Regions from separate parts of the Sus scrofa genome. Here region 1 is linked to region 2. Evidence: chromatin contacts called from public HiChIP or PLAC-seq data. All regions are on one chromosome and are shown on one strand. The core of a region is the stretch at or near the end of the contact, and the rest is flanking DNA. Distances in the headings are between cores, read along the strand shown.

The links. HiChIP or PLAC-seq counts read pairs in DNA pulled down with a chosen protein or histone mark.
Region 1: a contact with region 2 is called in an H3K27ac HiChIP or PLAC-seq map of alveolar macrophages. The contact joins two enhancer-like sites.

Annotation. Positions count from the first base shown.
Region 1 is chr1:25,480,286-25,487,350 of Sscrofa11.1, forward strand. REPS1 (ralBP1-associated Eps domain-containing protein 1) reads left to right here and starts at 998. Exons shown (of 20, transcript XM_021087342.1): 1 at 998-1,477. The coding sequence starts at 1,325. Within about 2 kb of position 5,031, at least 6 of the 83 cell types and tissues checked have an H3K27ac peak or open chromatin away from gene starts, as enhancers often do. A contact at or near this core is called in alveolar macrophages, where this site is marked.
Region 2 is chr1:25,307,092-25,314,018 of Sscrofa11.1, forward strand. No RefSeq gene overlaps it. Among named protein-coding and RNA genes, the nearest start is that of HECA, 54 kb to the right of the region's middle. Within about 2 kb of position 2,735, at least 2 of the 83 cell types and tissues checked have an H3K27ac peak or open chromatin away from gene starts, as enhancers often do. A contact at or near this core is called in alveolar macrophages, where this site is marked.

The DNA.
Region 1 (7,065 bases), core at 3,781-6,280, 180 kb after region 2:
CTAGTGGAGCTCATTACCGCTGAGCCAAAACGGGAACTTCCAAGGATAAACTCTTGTTAAGATATTCTATTTAAGGTATCTCGAGAATTACCTCTCTTATGGGTGCAGCAGAGAACAGTGCAGTCACATGATCTTCAGAAAGGAGGAAATTAGGGGTGGCAGGAGAAATTCTTGGTGGCCAGAACCACCTTGTCCAGAGAGAAAAATTTCCCCAACTTCCTCCTCTATTCAGCAAGTTTGGCTTGGAGCAAGAGTGGAAGTTAGGTCTCTGTAGTGGTGTCTACACGATGAGAGTTCTCAGATGGAATAGATGCTCATAGCCCTTCAAAACATATAGAAATATTGAACTGATCCTCAATTATTAATTGACCTCAAAGGGTACAACAGAACAATAACAATAACCTTAACAGTTTTCCCCTTTCAGTCAATGTTTATTAACAGTTAGTGCCAAAAGCTTTGAAAACAATCCAAACTGCAGCTTTGTATCTGAGTTCTCCTGGTCTGAATGCGCTGCGCGCTGTTCCCCCCCTTCCCGCCCCCAGCCGCAGACCGCAGACCAGCTCGCAGGGGTCCCAGCTCCTCCAGCCCGCCGCGCCGACGGCCGCTCCGCCGCGGGGCTCCAGCCACCAGGGGGCGCTGCGGCCCCCTCTCCCGGGAGCGGCCGAGCCAGCCCGGTGGGTGTTGCTCTCTCCCTCTCGCGCTCTCTCCTCCCGGCCTCACATCCGGGTCTGGAGCGGGGCCGCCGCTGTCAGTGTCGGTGCGGTCGCGTCGGGGGCCGGGCCGGGGCGCAGTAAATGGCGGCGGAGGGAGGCGGAGCGGCTGCCGCGCTCAGCCTAGAGCCCCCGAAACTTTAGACTAGAAGCCCCACAACTTTTCTGGGAAGTGCTGCCGCTCCGGGGGCGTGGACGGAAGGGGAAGGCGAGGCGGGAAGTCTGGGGGGTGGGGGGAAGCGGCGGGGAGCCGGGGAGACTCGAACCCGCGGCGGGGGCGGAGTCCGCTCGCGCCTCGCGCCGCCGCGGCCCCCGCCTCCTTCCCCGCGTTCTCCTCGCGGCCGCTGAGGCGGAGCGGGAGCCGCGCGACGCGCCGAGCCCGGGACTGCGCGGGGCCTCGTAGGCGGCGGCGCGCCGAGCTCAGCCGGGCCCCCTTCCCGCGACCTCCCAGCCCTGCAGCTCCGACGCCCCCCGCGCGCGCGAGGCCGGGGCTTTCCGCTGCTTCGGGAGGCGAGGAGGAGGAGGCCGGGCGACGCGCAGCCGTCATCCCGGGGTCGCGGGGCCGGGCCCCGGGTGTTGCATGCGGGGCGGGGCGGCCGTGAGCGGAGGCGAAGATGGAAGGTTTAACGCTCAGCGATGCGGAGCAGAAATACTACTCGGATCTCTTCTCCTACTGCGACATCGAGAGCACCAAGAAGGTGGCGGCCAACGGGCGGGTGCTGGAGCTGTTCCGGGCCGCGCAGCTACCCAACGACGTGGTCCTCCAGGTAACGCCACCGCCCTCCCTTCCTGCCGCGTCCGGGGGTCGGCGGACGGCCGAGGGGTCGCCTCTCGGCGGCTCGGGCCTCCAGCCTCTTGCTTCCGCGGGGTGGGAGTGGGCACTGTTTCCAGAAGGGCGAATGGTGGGCAGGTTCCCCCCGGCTCCTCCGCTGCGGGCCGGGGCCGCAGGTGCCCGGGCGGCCGGGATTCGCGAGGGGGAGGGGGTCGCTCCTCGAGGACAAAAGTCAAGCAAATATACAGTGGGGGGGGAGGGTCTGTGTATTATCTCTGAAGCGCCTAAGTCGTGTATCTCTCGGTTGTCCCTTAGAATCTGTTTTTCAGCACTGGAAAAGCAACTTCAGATGCAGGATCTTGGATTGTTACCATGTCTTTGAATCCTAGGTCTTGGTAGTGTATATGTAGCTCTTAGGATCCTACATTGCGGTGAAGTTATCAGTGTAGGCAAAATGTTTTTTAATTCTTGAATTAGCCGAGCAGACACGATAAAGTCGTTTTTATAGACTCAGGAATCGAAAAAGCTTTTTTTTTTTTTTTTAAGGCAGTTAAATTCTTAGGAAGATTAAAAAATTTGAACTTTCAGCTAGTAGTTTGCTTCAGATATGAAAAGAACTTTAACTATAGGATGCGTGGCTGATGTAAACTGGATGGTTTTCCCATTGGCATTCCATAGCATTTGGTGGAACTTGTGGATTGGGTTGGAAGATAAGCATTGAGCAACTGGAAGTCAAAGGTGCATATTTGCCTCAATCTGTAGCATCAGAGGAACAAGCAGAGTAAGTCTTAAGCTTTCTTCATCACGTCTGCTTTTAAAGGAGAAGGCTTCCTAGAAGTTCCTATCTAACATATGTGGTGAGCATTGATGCTGTTCTGTTTAATGATTCATGGCTGCTAGTAAGAGTGTGTCTGAACATGGCATGAAGAACAGGTTTTAAACTTTCGTCTTTATAATGAACCAAGCCAGTTATACAAATATCCAAAATGTACAGCCATGTGCATGGGTACGATGCCATGTACCATAGAAAGCACTGAATCAGTTTTCAGGCCTGGTCTTTGACCTCACCCTGTCAACCAGTGTGACTTTGGGCCAGGCACTTTCACTCTTCAAGCAGCAGTGTGCTTAGAATGAGGGTCAAGTTCCTTCTAACAAAAGTTCTGGGAAATATAAAAATGTCCACGTAGGCCTCTGTTTTACAGGTTACCTGTGCATTAGCTGTGACTAAGTTTAATGAATTCTGTCGTTTTGCATAATCTTGTATGTTTTACATTGCTTTTTTAATATTTGGGGAGGAAAAGTTGGGTGTCTTGTACCATCTGCTAGAAGTCAGTGGCAAATTCATTCTGCCAAAAAGAGACAAACTGACTATTTTAGGTTTTGCTGGCCACATAAGGTCTCTGTCACAAATATTCTTCTTTGTTTTTGTTTTTACAGCCCTTTAAAAGTATAAAAATCTTTCTTAGCTCAAGGGCACACAAAATCAGGCTTTAGTTGCTGACCCCTGCTGATACAGGTGGTGGTCGTGTGGGTACTACAGGCTCCCCATATGGCTTTGCATCTAGGCTTATAGGAATAGGCCTAGTCAGAATATGCTCATTAGTGATATTGCTCTTTTTGTAGAAATACTTTCAAACCATTTAAAAACTAAAATTAAGAGGAAACCTCCCATGTTCTATTTAGCTTATGTCTTTGGAGTGGTAGATCTGAAATAAACTGACTTTCAAATTTTTAATGGTGCGTGAAAACTTTAGGATACAAATTAGCATTAATTAATCTTTGCTTGAAATATATTTAATCCAGTCCAAGTTATTTTCATATTGTGCTCAATTTTATTAACACTCAAAAAGAAATTTGTATTGCCTTTGTATGGAGAGAACTTAAGTAGCATAAATATTCAGGATTCAGTTACAAGTTGGAAACTGTCGGAACTTCCTGAAGCAGAATTCTTATAGCATTCTGGGTGCCTTGAAGCCGTTTTACTTAGAAATTGGCCTAAGATGTAAAATGTGGGACAGAAGAGGACTATGGAATTAATTCCCTTATGGGAGCTTGGGATTGTCCCAAAACACAGCCCTCCCTTGCCTCCTAGGTGGAAAACATTTGGGGCGACTCACATTTAACTCTGAGTTGTTAACACTGGGCTAGGCTTTGAAGAGCATCAAAAGTAAGAAGCTCTCAAGGACCTTGTAAACAACAGGAATATACATGTCGCATAAAGCAGACTGTGAATGCTCTAAGAGACTGTAAAGGAGGGTACGATCAGGAAAGGCCTCTTGACTTAATTCAGATGGACCTTAACATTGGCGTGAGAGATGAAGAGGACATCCAGGAAGGGAAAAAACATGGCCAAAGGTGGAAAGTGTAGAAAGGAGCCTTTTCAAGGACTAGCAGATAGAAGCTAGAGTATGTTTTGGGCATAATGAAACTTAGAAAGAGACCACATTAGGAGAGATTCTAGAGAACAGGCAAATTGCATATTTCTTTGGGCAGTGGAGACTCACTGATAGTTTTTGACTCTGAGCGAGGAGGAGAGTAGAGTCTGTGGAACGAGGCTCCAGCAGTGGTTGGAATGGAAGCTGGGTACTGGGCACCCAGACCAGGGTGACAGCAGTAGGATAGAAAAGCAGGGGCTGGATGAACAGGTCTGCTTTATTGAAGTTCTGCTGGGTAGCTGCAATGTGAGGTGCTCTGTGGGATAATGTTTAATTGAGGCCAGATTATCGAGGCTGGGTGGAGAGCTTTGAACTAATTGTGAAGGTAGTAACAGGGAGTTGTAGATTTAAGAGAAATGACTCATAAAAGCAGTGCTGTAGGAGGCCCTTAGGAGATCAGAGCAACTGGAAGTAGAGGGAAGAAACTGGAGACGAGTTTGGAAACTGATCCTCTAATGCATAGATGAAGTGGGGGAATCAGGCCATGGAACTCAAATGTGGGAGTAGGGCAGACCACGAGGAGAGTGATTTTGCCCCACAGGAGGCATTTGGAGATATTTTTGGTTGTCATAACTTGGGAGGATAGAGACAAGAGATGCTGCTGAACAGCCCGCAAAGCACGGGGCAGCCCTCACAGCAAAGAATCATCTGGCCCAAAATGTCAGTTGTGCCGAGACTAAGAAAACCTAATCTGGACTCTGGTGGTGACAGTGGGACAGAAAATGAGGCTGAAGATACAATAGAGATTTTTGAAGGTAGCCCTGCGTTACCTGGTGATACTTAGAGGAGAGTAGGGCAGGAGATATTCTCTGTTGGACAGCACTCAACAATTAGAAAAAGGGCCGGCCGGAAGAGGGTCTGATTTTTAAAGAGAAAATGATGAGCTTGATTTCAGGATGGCAATGCCTGTCTCCAGGAGATGGTTGGAAATGTGTGATTTTTGTACCTCTAGTGAAGTACAGTGAAATTCAGGTATTTGGGGTGTCTCCTCTGCTTTTCTCACCTGCGTATCCTGGGTGGTGGCCAGACAGCTTCTCACACCGCGTAGGCATGCATATACACATCAGGGCTTTGACGGATGTAGTCGTTTTCAGCATTTCTTAATAAAAGTCATGAGAAGGCTGAGTCATCTGGGGGAATGAGAATAGAGAACAAAGAACAGAGGGCCCAGAACTGAAGGCAGAAGGAGCTGGCATTTATTGAGTGCCTATTATGTTCTTTTACTGGGCAGATCATTTTCATGCAAGAACTCATTTGATCCTCACAACAACCCTGTGAAGTGTGTATTGTTCTTGTTTATTAACTAGGAACTTGATAGGCAGAGAAGTTAAAGAACTAGTTAGTGAATAGAGTACCTCTCCTTTGCCATTATTCCTTGCCACCTCCCAGCTGTTTCTTTTTGCTGTTCCTGTGATTGGTTTGCCCATAGTTCCTATGAAGATTAGAGATTTTTTTTTTTTTTTTTTTGTCTTTTGCCATTTCTTGGGCTGCTCTCGCGGCACATGGAGGCTCCCAGGCTAGGGGTCTAATCGGAGCCGTAGCCACCAGCCTACTCCAGAGCCACAGCAACGCGGGATCCGAGCCGCATCCGCGACCACACCACAGCTCACAGTAGCACTGGATCCCTAACCCACTGAGCAAGGGCAGGGATCGAACCCGCAACCTCATGGTTCCCAGTCGGATTTGTCAACCACTGCGCCACCACGGGAACTCCAGAGATTTTAAATTATTTTATTTTGAGTTAGATATGGGTTTCACACTTTGCAGAGTAAATAATTGTATGTATGATGATATCTGGAAGTACAGCCACTTCAGAGTAGGAAGATTCTTGTAGTTGGTATCCTGGGTTTTATGTAACTACAGTTGTCAAATGTCTTAAGATATGTTTACCACACTTGTTTTGGAATAGCAGAATAAAACGTCTTCTGAGTTTAAGGGTTTGTTTGGGGGGGACATTGTGTTAATAGACAAAGTGAATGAGCCAAAGTTTTATAGAATTATGCTCCATACCAGAGAGGAACAGGACTAGGGAGAAAAAAGTCTGGCTCCTAGGATTTATCATGAGGAATTTTTCTCTCTGGTGAGCAAGAAAATACTCAGTGGCTTAAAAATAATCTTTTCCAGAATTATTTTATTTTTGAAACATTAGGGAAAGTATACTTTTTACCACAGTAATTAGTATGCTTCTTTAGCTTTTACTTAAAACTTCTGCTTTGGGAAATGTTTCAGAACTTCATAACAGACTTTGAATGCATAATACCTTGATAAGAGACTCTAGAACTAACTGTTCTTTTATTAAAGGTTATAAGCAATGTACTCTATTAACCAGGCTGAGAAAATCTTTTAGTTTATTTGTGTTGAGCATTATTTTCTATCTAGGCTAATATATTTGAATAACACATTAATTTAACGGGGGAAAGGTGATAAAAAAACAAACCATTTTGTCTTTCTCTTCAAATTTGTTGAATTATATCTTCTCATTAGTGATAGGATTAAAATAGGGAAGCAGTGCCTCATTTATGCATTGAAAATTATAAATGTCATAAGTTAACTGAAAGTTATGATTGAAAATTAAATGTTAGATTTGTTATTATAGAATAATTTTTCATTTGTAATCACTAAAATAATTATAAAAAACTATAAAAATAATCTTGCCTTAAACAGACACTTTACACAGTTCACAAACTTTGTGAAAGAAGTCAAACTTAATGCTTTTCTGGAGTTCCTGTCATGGCTAAGTGGAAATGAATCCGACTAGGAACCATGAGGTTGCGGGTTCAAACCCTGGGCTCGCTCATTGGGTTAAGGATCCGGCATTGCCATGAGCTGTGGTGTAGGTCGCAGACGTGGCTCGGATCTGGCATTGCTGTGGCTGTGGTGTAGGCCGGCAGCTACAGCTCCGATTAGACCCCTAGACTGGGAGCCTCCATATGCTGTGGGTGCGGCCCTAAAAAGACAAAAAAAAAAAAAAAAAAAAAGCTTAATGCCTTTCTGTAGTGTCATATTTACTTAAGATTTTTTTCTTTCCTATGTCACATTGTACTTTTAACTTTTTTCTTTTTCTTCTTTTACCCAGTAGCCTAGAGTTAAAGTCTTAGTATCTTGAGAATTCAAACTAGGCATTTTGACAGAGCTGTAAGAGTGTGAG
Region 2 (6,927 bases), core at 1,485-3,984:
AGTCATTAATAATAGATAATTAAAAACTCATGTAGGTGTTCGCTTAGCTACTCATAGAAGAGGCTTAATTAAGAAGGGCTGCGAAACAGGCCAGCATTAGGCAGTTATTTTCACTGAAACTGACCTTGGTGTTTTATAGGATGCAGGTAAGAGCCAAAAGCTGGTTTCCATTCCATCGTGGGAACATGGCCCTGTGATTGCTCACTTAAGACGGTTGATGTCTGAACTACACATACTCCATGAGTCTCCTGGGTTCACTTTCCTCCTAGGAGAATCAAAAATGCACAATAAGTAACAAAACCTTTCATACGCTGTTTCCACTTTTAAAGTTTTTATTAAAATATATGATACAGTGTTAGGGGCCAATCATCCAGAACCTGTTCATGAAGGGTTGAAAGAGTTATGATGAAAAGCTATAATCCAGCACAGTCCAACTGAACTTTCTCCAAATGTGGCACTGCCCAATACTATAGTCATTAGCCATGCATGGCTATCTAGAACTTGAAAAATAGCTAGTGCAACTTAGGAAGTGGATTTTTAATTTAAACATTTTAAAATTTAATTTGGATGGCCACATGTGGCTAGTGGCTACTGGCCTGGATGGCACAGCTCGGAAGGCCTAGATTGTCAACAACATTGTATCTGCTTTCCTTTCTATACAGTAAGCAGGCTGAGAACGAGGAATTTTAAGGTGTCTTCTATTTCTGAGATTCTCTAATTTTTTAAATCTTAACTATTTAAATAATCATAAACATGATCACCTTTATTCCAAACATGTGAGAGATGAAGTGATTTTTACCAGTGGCTCAGAATAGAAGTCAGTTCTTATGACCTGGGTATTTATTTCCTTTTAATATTTTGATATTTGATTTTCTGAAAGGAATCCCCAAAGGAGCAGGCTGCAAAAACACAAAACCAGGAAACATAGGATAATGTATACTATGGTATAAAAGGTGAAAAGAAAAACTCTCTGAATTCTCCCACAACCAGCTCCTTCATGTCTCTGGTATGCAGAGCTGCCAGTACATTCAATTGCTCATTTTGCTAATGGGTGAGGCTCTGTACTAGGTATTAGGAATACAAAATGTTGAAAACATAGGCACTGCCCTTGAGGACAGCATCATTAGAGTGGTACCTACATGAAGTCCATCACATGCTTTCCAGAGCCCAATAGTCTAGCATCTTCTCTGTTCCCCACATCTGAGCAACTTTATGACAACAGCCTCCTTCCTAAATGCTGACACTGCAATCCTATAAGACTGTTTTCATTTGGCTCTGCCCTCTCAGTTCCCGCACCCCTCAACAGCTGCAGAGGCTGTATTATGCTTTCAAAAATGAGCACATCTCCACAGGCAGATCATTCAAGACCTTTCTGATTTACTTTCTTTTGGGTTTAATTATAAATTTTGAAATCTTTACACTCATCATTAGTATCTTGTTAATTAATATTATATGTAAATCAAGAAAACTAAAAGTGCCAAAGTACTCGCTCCAGTCGTAAAACAGAGGCAGTTCTAAAAGAGAAAACTTCAACCTGACTATCTTAAACATTATTCTTCTTAGATAAAATCATGTTTGGAATTTTAGAATGTAGCGATTTTAAATACACTTTCTTCATAGCTTAGACATTTGCTAGAGATATTTTCTTAAAAGTTTAAACTGATTCAAATCCAAATATGCACATCAGCTTTAAGAGAAATCATGAAGTTTTTACTAACAGAAATAGAATATGCCTGTCACCTTCTTTGTAATGTTTTTACCCTGAAAGCTATAATAAAACCTTAGTACTTCTTACACTGAACATCTTATAAATGCTTAATGTTAAAATCCCCAACTTCAAAATAATAAGAACCACAGCCAATATATAATAAGAACCACAGCCAATATCCCACGTACATCAACACCAGATTAAAGACATCTGGAAAATGATTGTGATGCCAACACAATTCTTCAAAAATTTCTTGCTTCCCTGCACACAAAGTGCTACATATGCATTAATAAACCTGACAAAGATATAAATGAGAGACATGCCAGGAGTGAAATTTCCCTTTCAGAATGTTTTCATTTTAATAAAATTCTTCTTAATTGAAAAACACAAAACTTATAAGTGCTTTTTTAGAACTTCAATTCATTAGTTTAAAAAAGATCTACATTTACAATTTCATTTCAGTTTAAGGGTAGGTCACTGATGAACACAGCAATTCTCAGCCTGAAGTATTTCACCATGAAGTATTTTAGGTGTATATACCCCAAGGAGTCTCGTCGCCTCTCACAGAATGCCACCACTTCAAAAAGTAGAATTCAGCCATTTTAAAAAGATGTTCATAGCTGTTGAAGTGCTCATCCTCTGAACAAATAATCAGGACTTCTTCTGGATCCTACTACTGCACGTAATACATGCTCAGTAAATGCAAATTGACTAGCATTTAACATGTCAAACATGATGTGTGAAAGGCTAGTTTCAGATAGTCATAGCTGTTTAACATGAAAAGTACAGGCATCTGGGATATGTGCTATTTTTTTTCTAGGTAGAAACAAATGGAATCATCACTGATGTGCTCACTTTAATAACCTCTTGTGTCTGTTTCTCATTAAAGAGTTTAGAAAATGATGAAGCTATTAAATCTCAGAGGGAAAAGTTGCTATTTGTGTTTTCCTGCTGTTACAAAAGCATGATCTGAAAGGTTAAATGATGTGTCAGAGTGTGTAAGGCGCAATTCCAACCCAGACTTCCTGCCTCCGAGACGGGGGCATTGGCCCTGGCTAGCTGAGCAAGTTCTGGTGATCATCAGGGGTGAAGGATCATGCAGCTTTTCAGGAGGTGCATCTCACAACCTTGATCCCTCAGTCTGGATTGGACCAGGATAAGCAAACATCAACACTGAAGGGCATTGTCCTGGCCAACACGGAGTGACCATGGTCTGATTCTATCACATCCCAAGTGTTATCATTTGCAAGTGGTGCTCAGTAGCATGGATGGCAGCCTTCGTGGGCATGCTTCAGAAGTAAAATACAATCACTATAACACAAACTGGCTACTGTTTGTGTTCACCATGAACAGAAAGAAATGGATCATTTCTCAACCCCCCAAACCATAGATCACATTTTGAAGCTAACCACTAGTGGGAAAACAACAACAATATGAATTTCACAAAATTTCCAACCCACTTCCTAAATCAGATTTCATCTGTTTATTAGTCCCACAACCTTCTCACCCACTTCTTACCTCACTGCCTGATGCCAGGTTTGACCTCGCTTCACACACCCACTGATCTCAGCTGTATGAAGGAGTACCGACACTTCAAAAGCAGAATTCAGCAAACTTTTTTTTTTTTTTTAATGTACAGAGCTATTGAAGATCATCAGCCTCTGAACAAGTAAGACTTCTCTCAAAAGCAGCTCTTTCATGAGTCTGACATAAGGTCTGCAATTCCTCCCCTGGTTTTAGAGAACTCTCCAGATTTTCAGGACCCTCTTAGGAAGAAGTCTCCTGGGAAGCATCCTTAGCATTACCAACTTGGTGATGTGCATGACCTTCAGTCCTACTTGCTGTGTGTTGTTGAGCCATTTTCATCTGTAAAATAAATGGGTTGAGTCAATCTCTAAGGTCTTTCCTGCCCTAATAGTCTAAGAGTGATTTCCGAAATAACATAGGTGATCATAAGGTACATTTTGAACATTTACTGCATGCCATGGTAAGTGTTAAAACACTTTTTTGTACTAAGCACTTTGCATTTCTTCTCTTAAACCCTAATAGTATCCCTCCCCTCAGGCAGAGACTTAATTTTTGCAGCTGAGGAAAGTCAGTATTTGCAAGCTTGAGCAGTAGAATCTTCCTAAAACAGCCTTTCCTAAGCCAATCCAGCAAATGCACTGACTCTGAATTCATCTTGTAAAACTTCACTCTGATGGGAAATTCCTGTGTGGTGAAGTGGGTTAAGGATCTGGCACTCCTGCAGCTGTGGCACAGGTGTAACTGTACCATGGTTTCAATCCCTGGCATGGGAACTTCCACATGCACGGTTGTAGCCAAAGAAAATTTTGCAATGAATGACCTCAGTACTATGGATGCTAATGGCTGTAGCTTCTGTAAGGCAGGGCACATACAATTTCCCCCAGCAAAGCTGTGTGCTTACCAAAAGTTTGTCCTTTTTGTTCTCAAACTTGTTTTTACCTTATACTTGGCAATGCCATTAGGTAATTTAATAAAACTAGTACATAAACCAATGACAAATAATTACATAAAGAAAATACTATTCCAGTAAGTAGGATGCTTTGGAATGATAGGACAAAATATACACACAAAACACTGCTGAGTTAAACATAAGAGATAATACAGTGAAAGATTAGGGGACAAACCCCTGAAGTCTAGCAAGATGGTATACTTGTATTGTTTCTCATAGAGAATGCATCACAAAAGGAGAATTTGCAAAAAAGGCAGCATGGTCCTACAACTGCAGAAATCACACACAAAAAGAAAGGAACCAAATCTGTTCAATTAATGCATATTCCTTATTTAAATGTAAATAAAACGTTTATGGTATGTAAGTCATGGGATGGGGATTTTTCAGCTTTATGGACATATAATTAACATAATAAACTACACATATTTAAATTGTATAGTAAATTTTGGCATATATGTGAAACCATCATCATAATCCAGATTATGAACATATCTGTCATCCCAAAAAGTTTCCTCATGCCCCTTTGTAATCATTTTTTTCTCCTCCCCCAATTAATATTCCTTCACCCATCCCCAGGCAATTGATCTGTTAATTAGGTTCATTTGCATTTTCTAAAGTTTCACATAAATGGAATCATATAGTATGTACTCCTGTCCCACCTTCTTTCTTTTTATTATAATTATTTTGATGCTCATCCACACTGCATGTATCAATAGTTGGTTCCTTTTTATGGCTGTGTAGTATTCTATCATATATATATCCCACATTTTGTTCATCCTTCCTGCTGTTGATGGACAGTTGTGTTGTTTACATTTGGAGCTATTACAAATAAAGCTGCCATAAGCATTCATAAACAAGTCTTCGTGTGGAAAGGCTTTCATTTCTTTCAGGCAAGCACATAGAAGTGGAACGGCTGGAACACAGAACAGGCATATGTTTAACTTTTTAAGAAAGTGCCAAACTGTTTCCCATCAGCAACATGAGTGTTTCCTCACATCTTTGCCAGCAATTGGTATTCTCAGTCCTTTTTTTTTTTTAATTCATTCCAACGTGTGTATAGTGGTATTTCATTGTGGTTTTAGCTTTCATTTCCCTAATGACTAATAATGTTATCTTGTTTGTCGTTTTTATTTTATTTTTTTTGGCGAAGTGTTCAAGTATTTTGCACTTTTTAAAAGTGGATCATTTGTTTCCTTACTACATTTACGAGTTCTTCATAATTTTCTGGATACAAGTCCTTTTCTTCTAGTCTTTGAAAGCTTATCTTTTCATTTGCTTAACAATGTCTTTTGCAGAGTTCTTAATTTTAATAAAATCCAATTTGTCCATTTTTAGATTTTACATTTATAGCTATGATCCACTTTGTTTTCTTTTTTTTATGTAATGATTTTTATTTTGTTCCATTATAGTTGGTTTGCAGTGTTCTGTCAATTTTCTACTGTACAGCATGGTGACCCACACGTACATGTATACATTCTTTTTTCTCACATTATCATGCTCCACCATAAGTGACCAGACATAGTTCCCAGTGCTACACAGTAGGATCTCATTGCTAATCCATTCCAAAGGTAACAGTCTGCAATTGATTTTTTGAATAAGGTATGAGTATAGATCCAGGTTTGGTTGGCTCTTTTATTTTTCACATATGATTATCAAAATGTCCAGCTCCATTCGTTATATTATCCTCTCTTCACTGAATTCTTTTTACACCTTTGTCAAAAACTAATCATGCATGTTAAGTGTGGTTTACTTCTGGGCTCTATCCTTCCATTGATCAGCTTGTCTATCTCTGTGCCAGTTGTAGGAATCCATTTTTTTTAAAATAACTTTTTTGATTTACCAACCAACTCATGTCTAGTTTTGTCCGTTTTTTTTTTTTTTTTCAATACCATATTCCAATGGTTAAGAAATTTGATGCAACAGGAAAAAGACAAGGTAGGAAAGAGATGGGCAGGTATAAAAAAAATAAATCAAAGGCATCACAACAGGTGAAAGGAAAAGGATTAAGAAAAGCAGACTTTTTTAAAAAATGGCATTGCCCAACTCTGCCATCACCAAAGATAGCACCCTACCTAATACGAGCCTATCTTGTTTTGAAAGGTTATGTCTGTAAAATAAATAGCATTAGAAGGTATTAATTAATTCATATTCTCATATATTATACATCAAAGGCATAAGCTACTGCCAGTGTTTCTGAGCAATGTGAGATAACTAAGGTTGCTATAACTCTTGCCAAAAATAAACTGATCTTTTAGATGTCCTGTGCCATCCTGTGGTGGGCAACATTATGATCTCCATTAAGCTATTTGAAATATTCACAGTAGCCCCCAGGACTGCGACCATTTTACCCTCTGCCCAAACCACTCTCAAAGCCATGGAGTTCTGGAGCTTCAGACAAATTAGTCTAGGGGCTTCGCCTGGCTTTACTTTCTTCGTCAGCCTCTTGCTGTGGTCATCAGAGCTTCAGAAAAATATGTGATTTGTTAATGCAGAGAAAATAACAAGAAAGTGTAAGGCACTGGTTCCCAACCCATGGTTTTGCAATAACTAGAAATCTCATTAAATAGCTCAAGAGATAATCCCTACAACATGATAATTGTTAATTCTCTCAAACATGTAGCTGGCACTTTTCCCCCTTAAAGTCGTGTGGAACACAAATAAATAGTGATCAGGCAGCAACTCAAAAAAGTTTGAAAAACCAGAGCTTCAGACAAAACAGAAATTGAAAATGAAACCCACCAAG